4 separate regions of the Mus musculus genome follow, and regions 2, 3 and 4 are each linked to region 1. Evidence: chromatin contacts called from public Hi-C and promoter capture Hi-C data. All regions are on one chromosome and are shown on one strand. Each heading gives the region's core, a stretch centred on a gene start, on an enhancer-like site or on the middle of the called end of the contact. The rest is flanking DNA. Distances are from core to core; before and after follow the strand shown.

Region 1 (3,692 bases), core at 704-3,203:
ATGTAAATTCCTGCCTTTGTTTATGTCCTTTGAGTTCACAGGAAAACATGGGAGAATGGGAAGCGTATTGTTTATTTTTTATTGGTAGAGTAAGTTAAAATATCAAACCGCACACTTGGGGAACAATGACATTCAGAGACATAGCCGGAATAATTTTCTGAAAATCTTCAGAGTGTCTGGCATTGTGCATATCTGAAATCTGTAAATACATTTTGTATAACCATGTGTAAGAAATACAACAAATGTTAAAAGTAGCCTTTCAGGACACAGCGTTCCGTGCTTATGATGAGTAGTATTTTCAGTGTTCTTTAGTAATGCATCTAAACTAAGACACATAGTACTCTGAAGAGTAGGTAGGCCAGATGGCTGAAACTCTGTCTAACCTTTCCTGGACAGCTCTCAGCAAAGAGCAGGAGTTTTTTCTGCTTCTTGTTTCACTTCTTCTTTCCCCAAGGAAGATCACATTGTTTGGGTCATCAAACAACGATTGATCTGGTTTCATTTTGGCTTCTCTTTCAAACGGTTACCTTGGGAACCCCGGGCACAGACACAGCACTGTACTTACACCGTGCGAGCGGACACTGAGCCCCGCAGCAACTTTTTTCAGGGGACTCATCATTTATCATCTCACAAACAGAAACACTGATTTAGCCTCCACAATGGCTTCTCTATGTCTGCCCCCTCTTCTCTGAAAGACTTCTCTGCTGGCTTCTCTGGGGACTAGGAGTCCTGCACCAGGTCTTTGAGAGGTAGTTACTACTATCTGGCTCAAATAAGAAAGCACTGAACACAGTTCTCATGTACTCTCACCCTAAGCCAGTGCTTTGTACACCTGTGGGACATGACTCCCACAACAGGGGTCACATATCAGATATCTTGCATATCAGATATCTGTATTATGATTTGGAACAGTAGCAACATTACAGTTATGAAGTAACAAGGGAATAATTTTATGGTTGGGGTTAGAACCATTGCTCTAAGCCATAATTAAAGGGGGGAAAATACCTGCTCTGCTAGTCACTCAGCATGAAAATCCTCAGACTAAAACACCCAGAGAAAAGCAAAGGGCAGGAGACTCCAAGAGCATCTGTATCAACTGAAGAACAACAATAAGGCTAGGTTGCCACACTGGGCACTGGAAGATGACACGGGAGTAGTATGTGGAGTGTGCCTTGGAGACTGTCACTGTCAGGGCTGATGACGGATGAGCTGGGTCAGGCTAGATAGACCCTAGCAATTTATTAGAGCTAGACTCCTAGGCAATTCTCTCTCTACATGTTCACTTAAGGGTTCAGAGCTTCATAACAAAGCAGAAGTCAGGAGTCTCAGAAATGCACTTCAAAATCAGGGTGGAGGAACCTGCCCATGTGTCAGGCCCTGTGACCTATCAACTCACAAGCCTCCTGTTGGGATATTGACCAGACACAGTATCTTTGCTTATATGCAAGCACACACTTGCGTGCAACACACACACACACACACACACACACACACACACACACACACACACATACACACACACACACACACCAGGCTAAAGCTCGCAGAGTTCTCAGATTGTGGTATATGAAGGAGGCAAGCCTTTGTCAGTGAACAGTATGATCACTAAGACTCTAGTGTGGGCCCTCTCTAATGGGTTGCTCTCTTGGGAATCTTCTTCCAAAGAGCAGTTGTGTGGTCTTTCCATTGTAAGAGAAACTGCAGGTGTCTTCTTAACCATGACAGTTCTGATGATGAAAGAGTAAAGAACCCGCCTTAAAGTCAAACACCAGTGCACCCAGAGAGTAGATGCACAGCTGCAGGCTCAGAGCTCGGCAGCCACTGTACTTCTTAGTAACCAGGAATCAAACGTTTGACTCACTGTAGGGTTGGTAGGGCAGATAAATACCTTTTTCTATGACTAGGCTGGAGACACGCCCAGGACCCTCACCAAAAGGAGGGACAGGAAAAGAGAAATAATTGGTAAACACAGAAAATGTTTCAATAGAAAAAAGAGGAAACAGAACACTGTGTAGCCCTGTTATCAGCAGAGACAGAGCTAACGCTGGGGATACCAAACTAGAAGAAGCTCACTGGACAGGTCCCGGTATGCAGTTCTATTTTTGTTGATGGCTCTGTATCTAATGTGTTCATTTGTACCAAGGTGAGTCCTGTTAAAGTAATGTCTTGTGTTTTGCCAAAACCCCTGGAAATAGAAGACATTTGTTTCCTCCTGCTGTTGACAGTTTATTAAAAGAAGTATATATCTAATGACAAGACTTCTTAAAAAAATATACGAGTTTAGAAAATAGGCTATAGATCTAGTTAGATATAGTCAGAATAAGTTTCAGAGTTAATTTCAAGAGTTACAAATTTAGAGACAAACAACAATAAGGTAGTGATGTCATAAACTGAAGTTATTTTTTTCTGCTTTCTGCTGAAATATCTTTGGTATCTGTGATTTTTATTTTATCTAAAATGTACAAAAAGCTTATGAGATGTCTCACTTGGCTTTATGCTCACTAGTTAGGTACCTAAAACCAGGAAGATATATATTCCAGATACACAAAAAGCATGGATGGAAAGGAATCGAGAGAAAGAAGAAAGAGAGAGAGAGAGAGAGAGGGAGAGAGAGAGAGAGAGAGAGAGAGAGAGAGAGAGAGAGAAAGGAAAGAAGGAAGAAAGAAAGAGAGGAAGGCCAGAAAAAACGATAATTCAGTGGATTATAATTTTGAACACTTCATTACCTATTATTTCTGTATGTTCATATGGTCTCTTCAATAGTTGGCTGGTGATAAATATATGTAGTTGATTATTAAACATTTATATTTTGAAATATAATCAAGATTTGGAAATCAAACTGTCTCATTTGTTTAACAGTACTTAACATGCAATGTGGGGAAATTTTTAAGTAATGCATGCAAGAAGCCAGTCTTGCCAGGCATTGCCCACACAGCCTCACAGCTGATCTAAGCCATCCCTTTGTTGATGTTGAACAGACTTGCCTTGCCTCACAAGGGCTGAGTAATGACTTGTCCCTATTCTTCTCTGGACCAAGACTGATAGGCATGTGCCCTGGACCTGACAGGGTGATACGTGCTGGGGCTATGATGGAAAGCTAGATACAACAGGCAGTGGTGGTTCTCGACTTCTAACGTTGAGAACCTGTGGAACTGAAGGGATCATCCATAGTCAGGTATGTCCACCAACGAGGAAGCATCTATGTGGATCTTAGTGCCAAATGGGATTGGTGAGATATAGTTAAGTATTGAGATACTTGTAGCAAACACTCTGTCTATGCAGAATACTGAGGGTGGCAGCTATTCAGGTCTGGTTTTACGGAGTTTTATAGTTTTTTGTGTTTGTGGCCACATCTTGAACATAGTGGTGGTATTTTAGAATATTTTAGAAAATCATTTGGAAGTCCAGTGGTGGGAAAAATAAAGTGTTGTGAGGGTCATCCCATTGGTCATTTATATTTTTGTGAGTATGTCCAGTTTTCACTGCGGAGGTTACGTGGTGTATCTAGCTAAACACATCCTGTGCTTCATGTCTCCATCACCCTCACTAAAAAATTGTGTTTTATGGCTGACTACGCTGTACAGGGTTAAAACGGGGAAGCGAATTCTTTACTTGCAACACTCTAAAAGAGCATGGATTCTCCTAGTGGCTTTTTAATTTCTGCCATTAAGGTAGTGCTTGGAATTAGATGT
Region 2 (3,692 bases), core at 463-2,962, 2.0 Mb before region 1:
CCAGGTCTGCCTGCATGCCACCATTCTCTACATTACAATGATAATGGACTGAATCTCTGAGACCTTAAGCAAACCCCAATTAAATACTTTCTTTTCTAAGAGTTGCCTCGGTCATGGTGTCTCTTCACAGCAATGGAGCACAGACTAAGACAGCACCATCCATCATTTTCATGAGGAGACATTCTTTGGAGGAGTTAGTGAATGGATGGTAGTTGTTAAATAAATCAGGGAAGGCTTCCTAGAAGTAGAGTTGGAACTGGCAAGAGAAAGCATGAGCTCCACACCACCGGAGAAGGGGATGAGCCTGCCCAAGAGGATCACAAAAATAAGGAGCCCAAGCCCTGCACAAGGCTGGCAGGATCGTGAGGAGAACAGATGTGTTAGCCTCTCATGACCGGGACCAAATACCCAAGAAAACAGTTTTGGGAGAGAAGGACAATGTTGGGCTCAGGGTTCCAGAGTGTTCACTTCATGATTGGTAGATGGATTACTTTGGGCCTGAGGTAAAGATGAACAACATGGTGGACAGAGTGTAATGGAACAGAGGTTCTCACCTCACTGCAGCCTGGGAGTGGAGAGACAGGAAGAGGTCAGGGACAAATAATCCCATTTAAGAGTGTGCACAGACGCCGGGCGATGGTGGTGCATGCCTTTAATCCTAGCACTTGGGAGGCAGAGGCAGGCGGATTTCTGAGTTCGAGGCCAGCCTGGTCTACAAAGTGAGTTCCAGGGCAGCAAGGGCTATACAGAGAAACTCTGTCTCAAAAAAAAAAAAAAAAAAAAAAAAACAAAAACAAAAAGAAAAACAAAAAAAGTAGCTCAAAGAGTGTGCCCAGACACCCATTTCTAACTCTACACCTTATGTTCACTGCTTCAGTTAGTGCTTTTGTGGTTTTTAACTTCCCTCAATCGTGACCCCTTCTGAGGTCTGACAAGGCCTTCGACACATGAGCCTCTGAAGCCTTGTCTTTTGGGTTGTTTCTCTTTAAGAGGAAGGGGATTTATTTCGCTCATTATTCCAGGTTGTACCCATCACTGCAGGAAAGTCCAGGCCCCAGGAATTTGAAGCAGTTAGTCATAGCACGTCCATAGTGAAGAGCAGAGCACAAGAGCTGACACATGCACTGCCTACTGGGGTTTAAAGCTCTCTCAATTTGATCAGATGAGTTTCTTGTCTCTTTCTTTTTTTTTTTCTTTCTGCTTTTGGTTGCTGTTTTGATTTTTCAAGACAAGGTTTCTCTGTATAGCCCTAGCTGTCCTGGAACTCACTCTGCAGACTAGATTGGCGTGAAATTCACAGAGTTCCATTTCCCTCTGCCTCCTGAGTGCTGGAATTAAAGGCATGGGCTACCAATGCCAGACTGCTTTTTCTTTTTATTAGGATATCTTTTATGTTTTCTTTGACAATGTCATACATATAAGTAATGTATATTGACCTTATCAACTCCCAGCTCCCCACCGCCCCACTACTCTCCCAACATCCCCCCTTCCCACCTTCATGTTCTTTCTGTGTTTTCCTTTGTTTGTTTAGCCAAATGAGTGCTGCCTGCGGGGGTTTTGAGTGAGTTATTGGTCTGCCTTTGTACAGGTCTTGTGTACAGCTGCAGAGTTTATAAGTGCAACAGCCTTGTCTGGTTGCCGGAAGATAGCCTTTCACAGAACTCCCCCCTTGCTCCAGATCTTACATTGTTTCTGTTCCCTCTTCTGGAATGTTCCCTGCGCCTTCAGAAGGAGGAGGTTGTCAGGGCTTGGAGTCTAGTTCATATCCAAAGGGGAGGGATTTGTAGCCAGAGAGCCTGTTGGGATTGCCACAGTTGGTTGGATGTATCTTCTGAGAATTCAGAACATCCCCAAGTTGTATCGATATCTTTGGGAGCCTCCTGGTGGGAGGCTGGCAGGTGGCAAAGGTAAGGTGAGGCTCAGCTTCAGGCTCCTTATCTTCCTAACCAGCATGCTTTGTCACCAGCCTCAGAACTTGTGCCTTGGTCTCACCCTTGGTGTGTAAAGAGCCTAGTTTCATTCTGTCTAAACCCTACACCAACTTCTCCATTTTTAGGTTAATTGTCAGAGATGGGAAGGAACTCAAAGGGTATGTCCAGATAGACAGCCTGCCCCAGATTTTATGTCTGACTGTACCGCTGTGGGAAAGTGAATTAGCATCTCTGGGCTTCCATTGCTCATTTGTCCAGCGGTAATACAAACCTTCTTCTCATCATTCTTGCCACAGTTTGCAAAGATAATACATGCAGTATGTTTGAACTAAAACCAACATTCAGAAACAGGGATTCTTCATTGGGACCCCTTCTTCTGAGCCAATCACTGAATTCTAGCCCCCATCCAGCATAAGTGGCCAGCCAGCCAGCTGGGCTGCATCCTCACCTGGGATGGATAGACAGATGCTGAGAGCCATACACTCTCTTTCCAGTGGCTGGGGATGCTGGTTGCCAAGTTCCAGAAGGCAACGTACAGAAACTCATGGCAAAGCCAAAGCTGAGAGTCAGAAGTCCAGAGAGGCTGGACTGCAGAGGAACTGAGTCCTGGCTTGCTTAGAGGTAGGTTGACACTTCTAACCAAACGAAGAGTTCTGAGAACTGAGCAAGGTCTCAGAGATAATTCTGAGTCACCTGCTTAGAGGCCAGACGTCCAAAAAGATCTCCAAAGATGATCTAGAATCTAGGAGTGTCACTCAAAGATAGAGCTCTACTCAGGGTGCACAGAAGCTAGGTTGGCTTCCATCTCCAGTAGTGCAGAAGAGGTCATGTAATCCCGGAGCCTAATAAACCTCCCCCAACACACACACTTAAAAAGTAGACTATGGATCTCCAGGAACCCAGGAAGGAAGGAGGGAGGGGGCAGGGAGGGAGGGAGGGAGGGGGCAGGGAGGGAGGGGGCAGGGAGGGAGGGAGGGAAGGAGGGAGGGGGGGCAGGGAGGGAGGGAGGGTGCAGGGAGGGAGGGAGGGAGGGAAGGAGGGAAGAGGAGGGGAGGGGGAGGGAAGGGAAGAGAAGAAAAGGTCTTTGAATCTGTAGGGTCACTGCACAGACCCTGAGCCCCGCCTCCCCCCCCAGCCTCCATCTGAAACCCTGAAGTTTACTTTCTACATCAGAAGTCACCTTAACCACACCTTTGACACCTGATCTTCTCTCCTTAGCTTGAACCACAGCCACCTGACAGAGCCCAGAGGCCAGTTCACTTCCCCTTGCTCTGAAGACACTTCCTTAGGTGCTCTGGTGACGCTCCCCCGGGAGGCCCTGACCCCTGGGGGCTCTTTCCTCTGTCGGGCCTGCATACTGAAAATGGTTTTCAAGTGCTGCTCAGCTATCAAGTAAACCTCCTCAATCCCTTCTGACTGTTTCTCATGGGACCTCATGTCCAGCTGGTGGTATGCCTAGAATAGTTAGCCTGCTGGTGCAATTTCAGGAGAGACAGGAAGTCTCAAGTTAAAGAGCGTTTCTTAAAACACACAGCAGGGGCTCATGACAACCTCTTTCCCTCCAAGGTAGCATTTCCTCTGCCAAAGGCACTGTTCTTACGTTTTCCCCTGTAGACTCCTACACAGCGTTGGAGTCTGAGAAGGTGTTGATTGTCAGCTGAAGGGTAACAAGGAGCAAGACGGGTGCCTTGCACTTCAAATCGTTGTACCTGAGAGAATGAACCTGGGGATTGCCAAGAGTTCAAAGCAAGCCTGGGCTAC
Region 3 (3,692 bases), core at 324-2,823, 1.9 Mb before region 1:
TTATCTGCTGTGGTGTCAACCCAGGGAGGGATGTCTACTGTGTCTGGCAACCAAGTGGCTTTCCCAATGTGTTGCGTTTCTTTCTTTCTTTCTTTCCCCCCTGACACTTGTTCAGAACTTCCAGTCATGCTGGCTTTTTGTCTTCCTTTCCAAATACTTTTCCCGAAGGAAAAGCTAAAAAGCTTTTGGCTACCAGTAAAGATTATGACGAAAAAAAAAAAAGGCACACATTAAATAAAGTAGGTCCTATTGTAAATGAAAAGCGGACAAGGCTTAAGTTTTTAATTTCGTGGTTTGCTTCTTTAAGTCAGGGAGACTACAAGGTGGTGAGAGAGAGAAAAAAAAACTACCAAAAGGAAGCTGTGTTAGTGTTGAAGCCAACTTAAAGAGGCCCCAGATGGTTCTGGTTCTGCCTCTGCTTAGGAAGTTCTGGGTCTGGGGATGGGTTCCCTCCAAACCAGAAGCTTTGATCCGCCCGTCTAGCATGCAGTTCCCCGTGACGCCTGCAGGCGGCGAGAGACACCCCCACCCCACCATCCGCCCTCTGGGCAGAAGAACTGGGTTGGAGCGCAGCCAGCTTCTCACTTACAGTAAGTTTGAGATGTTCGGGTAGGAGATCCTTCAGCTGGGCAATGCACTCGTTAATCCGGTCACGTCTCTTTTTCTCAATCAGCCGGTGCGGCAGTTTGTAAGTTTCCTGCATGGAATACATGGAAGCAATGGGTGCCCGGGGAAGGGAACGAAGCTTCCTCCCTTCCTTCCCAACCGGTAGCAGGGGGGAAAAATTCTGCGAGGGCGCAGAGACGCACCCAGATTCACCTTCTCTGCCCCTTCTTTCCCAAGTCACTCATTTGTGGCAATGAGCTCATCTCATCTTGAACCCCCCAGCCAACCTTGAAACAAGCAAACTTTTCTTGGAAACTCAGCGCACACGAGGGGCTAAGGAATGAGGTTCCCAGGGATGCACCTACCTTGCTGTCTTCGCTCCGTTTTATTCCCCGCCTGGACTTGTACACTTGGTACATGTGGGCAAAATCCATCCTGCAGGGAGAGAGGTCAGAAAAAGCCGTGACTCCCGAGTGCGTACTAGCTGCAGGAGCCCTAGACGTGAAAGAAGCCCCCTATACTCTCAGAGATGCCCCAAGTTGAGAGTGTCGCGGAACACAAGGTTAGGAGTGGAGACTTGAAGGGATCACAGCACACACTTACCCTGACAGGTCTCCGTGCTCCAGCCCTGGAGCTTTGGGCAGGCAGGTAGGAGGTGGTTGCGCGCTGGGGATCCGTTCCATGATGCGGCGAGCAGGGGCCACTGTGCGCTCCTGTCTGCACTTAGTAGAGTCTGAGAAAGGGCTGCCCTGGAAGGGAGGATCCGAGGGTCTCAAGAGGTATGTTCCTATGAGCTAGCCTGAGCTTCCTTGCAATGCGCTGGGATGCCAGGAGCAGCGGCTTTGAGGTGTCGCTTCAGTTGGGGGCGTGCATGGCCGGGTGTCCCCACGGCTTCTGGCTCCCGCTCTGCACACAGACTGGCGGTGTGTGCTCGCTGCGCTGTCTGCGCCGTGCGAGCCAAGTGAATGAGAAGTGGGGCGGGCGGAGAGGCGGGAGGGAAGGGGGGGTTGCTCAGGGCGGAGCGGGCGGGGCGGGGGGGGGGGAGTTGCTGGAGGGGACGAGCCGAGGAGTAAGGAGAGGCTGCGGGCTGGGTTAAATGGGAGCGAGTGGGTGGGTAGAAGCTACGTGTTCTACCCTGTGACTCCAAGCACGTCTGGCCGCTGCCGGGGAGGGAAGGAGCGACCTGCCCGCCCTCCCCCGGCTTCATCACATGAGCCTCACGTGTTGGACAACGCTCTGGCGGCTGCGAAGTGCCCCCCCCCCCTCCAAACCTCGGGCCCCCAGGTGTCTGCGGCTGCGGCCTCCTTTCCCCGAAAGAGGGGGTGGCAGCGCAGCCAGAGTCCTGCCCAGCTGGGTGGGGGGCACGGAAGCTGGAAGGAACCGGGGAGCTGGAGGGGGGGGGGGAAGAGTTGGTAACGTGGGCGAACCTGCCCCAGGGAAATGAAGTAAGTTCCCGTCTCCTGGGAGGGAACGGGGGAGGACGGATTCCGCCCGCGTCTGACTCAAGCCGGGAGAGGAATATCCCCTTGGTCGCTCCAGCCCAGCCTTCTTCCTCCTCCCCCGCCTGGCCCGCTCCTAGGAACCGGTGCGCAGCTGAGGGAGTCGTCGGCCCCCCTTAGCCTTCTCCAGAGGCTGGGGTTTCTTTCCGTCCTGGCTTCCCAGCCCCCCCCCCCCCCCCCCCCCCAGCGCTCAGCCTCAGTGTCCAGGAATTGCCCGCCTTGGGGAGGGACCGAGGGCGGGGCGGATGTCACCCCATGGGAAGCGGGCTGGTGGCCAGGAGCTAGGGCAGCCGAGGCCGCCGCCGAGCACGCCGCGCGCACCTGACCGTGGACCGTGTGAGCCGTGCCGACCCCCTCCCCCCACCCCCACCCCGGACTCTCCCGGGAGCTCAGGTCCCAGGCGCAGCCTGCGGGTGGCCTGGCACCCGACTGGCGCGCACCCATCTCCTCCCGCCTTTCAGGGTGCCTCACTGCCCCCACCCACCCTGGCTAGTCAAGCACAGAAAGATACCGGGCACAGTGCCCGGCGTTCCCTCCCTCCTCTGCCCCCTCCGATGCAGAGGCGTCCGGGTCGCCTCCCCTCCGGCTGCAGCGTTACACAACCGCGGCGACGGCGCCTGCCCTGCAGCAGCGCGGGGCGTGACGCTTCACGTGGCCCGGACGCGGGCCGGAGCTCGGCTCACTTGCAAGCCTCTCCGCGCTGGCTTCCAAGCCTAGACCCCCGCGCACCGGGCTGCAAGGGATCTGCATGGGATCCCGCTGCTAACCAGGAACTTGGGTGGCGCTGTTTGCAGTCTATTCCAGGACAGGAGAGAGAGAGGAGAAAGCAGGACCCCCCCCCCCGCCCGGGTCCCTCCTCCCGCCCCATCCTCTTGGTTGATCACAGTGAAATCTCCACATTTATGCAGCACAAGTTCACTGAGCCCTTTACCCAGTCGAGCTCGCGGCTGGAGACAGTGGAGGTGGCAAACACGGATTTTGACCTTGAATTTACAAGGACCTTTGGGAAGGAGCCAACGAGGCCAACCAGAAGACCGCCTTCAGCAGAAAGTCTAACAGGGCCACTGGCAGGGAATATAAGATGAGAAAGTTTTCATTTAATACTAACCAAGAGGTTTAGGTAGTAGGGGTTAACCCACAGGCCGGTGCGCGGGGCACAAAGGGGCAGCACCAGGGGCCCCAGCTCTCTTCAATCTCGCGGAGGCCGCCCGGCCCCACCCCCACCGACCTGCATTGGAAAAATCTGGTCTCTTTGACCTTCTAACAGCCCGGAGCTGGGAAAGCATCTGAAACGCAGAACCTGCGGCGCTGTGAGCGGCGCTGACACACAGCAAGGGGCCAGTGGAAATTCATGACTAAAATAAGGCCTGGCTGGGGATTTCACTGACCTCTGCGCTCCCCTGCCCTGCAAGTTCGGAGAGTTGAGAGATGACTGTTAACCTTCCCTACCGTGCTTAGGGTCAGTCAACCCGCTGCGGAGTGACCTGGCTGGGAAATTGGGGGAAAATGAGGTCACTGCTAGAACTGGGCGCAGTTTGGTGGGTCAGTCGTCATTGTCAGTGTTCTGACGACCTGGAGGACTGGGAT
Region 4 (3,692 bases), core at 329-2,828, 1.5 Mb before region 1:
AACAGAACAAAGTGACAGTTTGTGAAAGGGAGGGGTATCTCACTCTTGCTTAGGGATCTTGGCAGATGAAAAGTTCTGCATCTTTGGGAATTAAACTAATGAGGGCTCCTCTCAGGCTGGTAAGGGACCACCCACTTTACAGTCCCTTTAACTGCACGTTGTGGTCGCTTACCGACATCTTCCCCACCCCACCCCCCTCACCCCGCCATGCTTCACTTCTGAGCGACCTTCAAAAGTGGCTGTCACTAGACCTTTACTCACCCAAGACCATGACCAATTTTGACCACGGTGTCTTTCTTTTCCCTACTTTACCTCTATGGCAGCTACAAGAGGACTTAGAAAATGCTTAGGACAAAAACCCATTTTTGACTACAGCACTCGGCTCGCACACTCACCTGACCCAGGTCAGGCACTCTGTAGCCAATGGACGCCCAGCCAAGGATGCAAATCCTGGTCCCTTGTAATCAGCTCCTAAATATTTAACAAAGAAAGAAGACTGAGTAGGGGATCTCGCGAGGGTCTATCAGAAATTCTCAAATCCAAGTTTTGACTTTTATAGCCTCCGCTTTTCCTGCAGATCCCACTCCCCTCCAAATTTAGCAGCTAAGTCGGAGGGATCTCTTTCCCCCAAATAAAAGCAAACCCAGCATGCTTATTTCCCGTCAGTAGCTGGCCAGAAAGATCAGACACGCAGAAACTTCGAACACGCCGGATGGGGATTGAAGGTGGATGGAAGTAAGGGACGTGTTGAGATCCCAAAGCACTTGTTTCCCCGCGTGGAGGCCAAGTATGTGAAACCCGCGTCCTCATTGGGCACGAGCTCCGTCCACACTTCTTTCCTCATCGCCCCCCCCCCCCTTCCTCCGGTTTTCTTCCTTTTTTTTTTTTTTAACCCACGGGGACCCCCACGCATGCATTATCCTACCAGCTGAGCAGCGCAACAGGGCTAGCTACATTTTTAGAAAGATTATTTCCTTGAGCGAACTCATATGACCCCCTCAAATACCCCCCCCCAGGGGGAAAAAAAACTATTTCCTGCAGACACTCCAACCGTTTCCAACTTGGGGGAATGCCATTTCAATACGGGGAAGGAGGTTGAAACCGGTCACTAGAGTCGAGGACGTTTGGGGTTACTTAAGCCTGAAAAAAAATATATACCTCCCCCCAAAACTGTTCACAGGGAAAGAAGCCCCAAAATACACGCCAAGTGCATGCAAAGCCACCAAAGCCACCAAGAACTCCCGGTGATCAGGGCAAAAACTTCTGCGCACGGGAGCTAGTGCCAACTCCCCGCGCCCTCTGCCCGGCCCCAGCAGCTACCTTGGTGACCGGGGAGCCACGCCGGTTTGGGGGATCAGGACCAGGAGAGGGGTTAGCAGCCGCTGGGCAATCCCATGTCCGCGAAGAGGGAGCTCGTTCCGTTAGGATGGGAGCGGAACACCCACACCTCCTCTCGGCGTGCGCTTTCTCTCTCTCCACCCTCTGCCTCCACCTCCTCCACCACCACCACCTCCTCCTCTCCTCCCACCCCGGCAGGCTTGAGGAAACGCTTCAGCAGAACATCCACATGGTTACTGCACTTTAAAGCAGCGCCCGACCGCTTATATAGGCCGGGAAGCTCCCTGGGCAATGTAGTCCGAGTCCCAGGTCGTGCCGGCGCCTGGGGCTGCGCAGAGGGACTACAAGTCCCAGAATCCCCTGGGCTCCGGGGCTGGGTTCTAAATAGACTCCCGCGCGCTGACCAGGGGTGGGAGGGGGAAGAGGCGCCCAGGCTGAAGGCTCGGGTTGCGAACTTGTGTCTGAACACCGGACTCCCCAGGTTTGGCAAGCCCGACCCACTGGGTATGTCCCCTACCTCTGTGAACCCTTCTCTTTTGACTTGTATCTTCCCTTCCTAAAGTCAGGTGTCACTAGGGTCCGGAGAGAGAGGAAGAGCTCGGATTACTGCTTCGGGAAGTTTTTACAAGCTATTTACCCACCCCCGCGCGCCCTGTGTCCTGGAGCCAAGAATTTCAGAAATCCGAGGCACAAAAACGCCAGTGTTTGCGGTCAAGGATTAAAGAAACAAGTTTGTCTTTATTAAATCTGGTCTAGTTTTTTATTGGATCCTGCTAGTGTCTGCATGAAAAACTAAGTCTGGAAATGGGGTGGTCCCTGCTATTGAGGATGCGGGGTAATCGTGTGAGAGCCCTTTTCTGAATTCGAGCTGGGTCTGTCTTTCGTCGCCCGGTAGGAGGTAAAAGAAACGCTACCCTGACGAGTGAGCAAATAAAGGAACCATGTTGTGACTTGCTGATGTTGTGATCGCGAAGCAGGAAAGAAATACAAACCGCGACCTCGGTCCTGACCCCGCTTCTAAGACCCCTATGCTCCTGGAATCTGTAAACGCTAAAGTAAATAAACCGCAAACCAAAAAAATAAGGGCTTCAGAGAAAACTGCTTATACTAAGATGAGTGCGTCCAGGCGAGGCGTGCTGCAAGTCTTCAACCCAAGCCTCTGGGCTGAAATGGATTTCCACACACCAGAAAATAGTGTAGGCTCCAGGCTGCAAAGTGCATAGAACTTTGGTCTTGGGAAGAAGAGTTTGCATCACAGGCAAAGTTATCCTACTGTCTCCTTCCCCATCCCACCCTACAAACTAGACTGCACGTATTCATTCCACAAACGTTCCCCGGGTGTCATCTGGGTGCCAGGCCAGGCACTGTGCCAGGATATGAGAGCGCGCCAAAATATATCATAACATCCTAAATGGGGGTCTGTCTGCTACCGCTAAAGACCTGTTAACAGTAATCCTTGTAATGAAAACAAATGGTTCTACAGAGCTCAGCCTACCTGCTTTCTGTACAGCATGCTATTGAGTGTCACTGATTCTGGGTTTGTAACCTCTTTGTATACAGCAGGTATAAGGCCAAAGAACAGGACAAGCCAGGTTAACTTTGGTCTCCTTTGCAACTCCAACCTGTACCTATACTAAGCACTTGCCCATTGGGACCTCCATCACCACCTCCTTAAAGGAGCCCCTCCTATTTTAGGAGCAGCCTCTAAGCCCTTAGGCAAATCACCTTGAACTCTTTACCCCAGGTTTGCCATCTAGAGAGGGATTCAATACTCATTAATGTTTGCCTGTTCTCTTTTCCTATTACGTGATTCAACAGCCTTGCCTCCTCTCGTGAAACTTTAAGAACAATAGAGGGCAAAATAGGTAACAATTATTGCATATTTAGTGCTCAACCTAACCATTAGGGGCATCACACGGGTGCGTCCTGTGGCCCAGGCATTGTTTCTAAGTAATTTAAGTAGATCATTTCAGCGATAGCACATGGAAAGCTAAAGGCATGCAGGTTAAGTTATATCCAAAAGGCACCGTTGGCAATCTAGGAGGCAAGTGGGGATGCTTCAAGCTGCCTGTCTGTCCTCGGGAAAAACCCCAACTTGTCACCACAGAGGAATCCACACCTTTCATATCTGTTGTTTTTTCCTTTCCCCGATAAAAACAACCTGATCCACTTTCCAAGTCCCTTTGACCCTAACTTTCAAGCAATTTCAACAAATCAGCCCACAAAACGGGTGGGGGTTGCTTCATGATATTCTAATGTGGATTTGCAAAAGAATCCTTGGCCATAGTTGAGAGGCACCGGCAGCTCATTTTCATCCTCCCCACACTGTAGACACAAGCCCTTTGTGTAGTTTA

The links. Promoter capture Hi-C pulls out the DNA fragments that hold promoters and counts their contacts. A called contact is a pair of places that touch in the nucleus more often than the background predicts.
Region 2: a Hi-C map of B cells shows a contact between it and region 1, with 8 read pairs. The contact joins the enhancer-like site here to the promoter of Il5ra in region 1. A contact is called at or near these places in 2 of 39 promoter capture datasets (liver and pre-B cells), 2 of 484 Hi-C or Micro-C datasets (both in B cells) and 2 of 115 datasets of contacts at active chromatin or transcription factors (large pre-B cells and pancreatic cancer cells).
Region 3: a promoter capture Hi-C map of pre-B cells shows a contact between it and region 1. The contact joins the promoter of Bhlhe40 here to the promoter of Il5ra in region 1. A contact is called at or near these places in 2 of 39 promoter capture datasets (the HPC-7 cell line and pre-B cells) and 1 of 115 datasets of contacts at active chromatin or transcription factors (pancreatic cancer cells).
Region 4: a contact with region 1 is called in a promoter capture Hi-C map of pre-B cells, with 5 times the contacts expected there. The contact joins the promoter of Itpr1 here to the promoter of Il5ra in region 1. A contact is called at or near these places in 2 of 39 promoter capture datasets (the HPC-7 cell line, HPC-7-derived erythroid cells and pre-B cells), 1 of 484 Hi-C or Micro-C datasets (B cells) and 1 of 115 datasets of contacts at active chromatin or transcription factors (large pre-B cells).

Annotation. Positions count from the first base shown.
Region 1 is chr6:106,747,298-106,750,989 of GRCm38.p6, reverse strand. Il5ra (interleukin 5 receptor, alpha) reads left to right here and starts at 1,953. Exons shown (of 13, transcript NM_008370.2): 1 at 1,953-2,143.
Region 2 is chr6:108,717,386-108,721,077 of GRCm38.p6, reverse strand. Gm35359 (a long non-coding RNA gene) reads left to right here. Exons shown (of 3, transcript XR_377955.2): 2 at 2,426-2,552; 3 at 3,150-3,547. Among named protein-coding and RNA genes, the nearest start is that of Gm35359, 12 kb to the left of the region's middle. Within about 2 kb of position 1,712, at least 51 of the 459 cell types and tissues checked have an H3K27ac peak or open chromatin away from gene starts, as enhancers often do. A contact at or near this core is called in B cells and pre-B cells, where this site is marked.
Region 3 is chr6:108,658,510-108,662,201 of GRCm38.p6, reverse strand. Bhlhe40 (basic helix-loop-helix family, member e40) reads right to left here and starts at 1,573. Exons shown (of 5, transcript NM_011498.4): 1 at 1,210-1,573; 2 at 972-1,041; 3 at 590-697. The coding sequence starts at 1,289. 0610040F04Rik (RIKEN cDNA 0610040F04 gene) reads left to right here and starts at 1,268. Exons shown (of 7, transcript NR_104577.1): 1 at 1,268-1,385.
Region 4 is chr6:108,210,982-108,214,673 of GRCm38.p6, reverse strand. Itpr1 (inositol 1,4,5-trisphosphate receptor 1) reads right to left here and starts at 1,578. Exons shown (of 62, transcript NM_010585.5): 1 at 1,321-1,578; 2 at 396-471. Gm38872 (predicted gene, 38872) reads left to right here and starts at 1,756. Exons shown (of 3, transcript NR_167935.1): 1 at 1,756-1,819; 2 at 1,901-2,068; 3 at 2,234-2,418.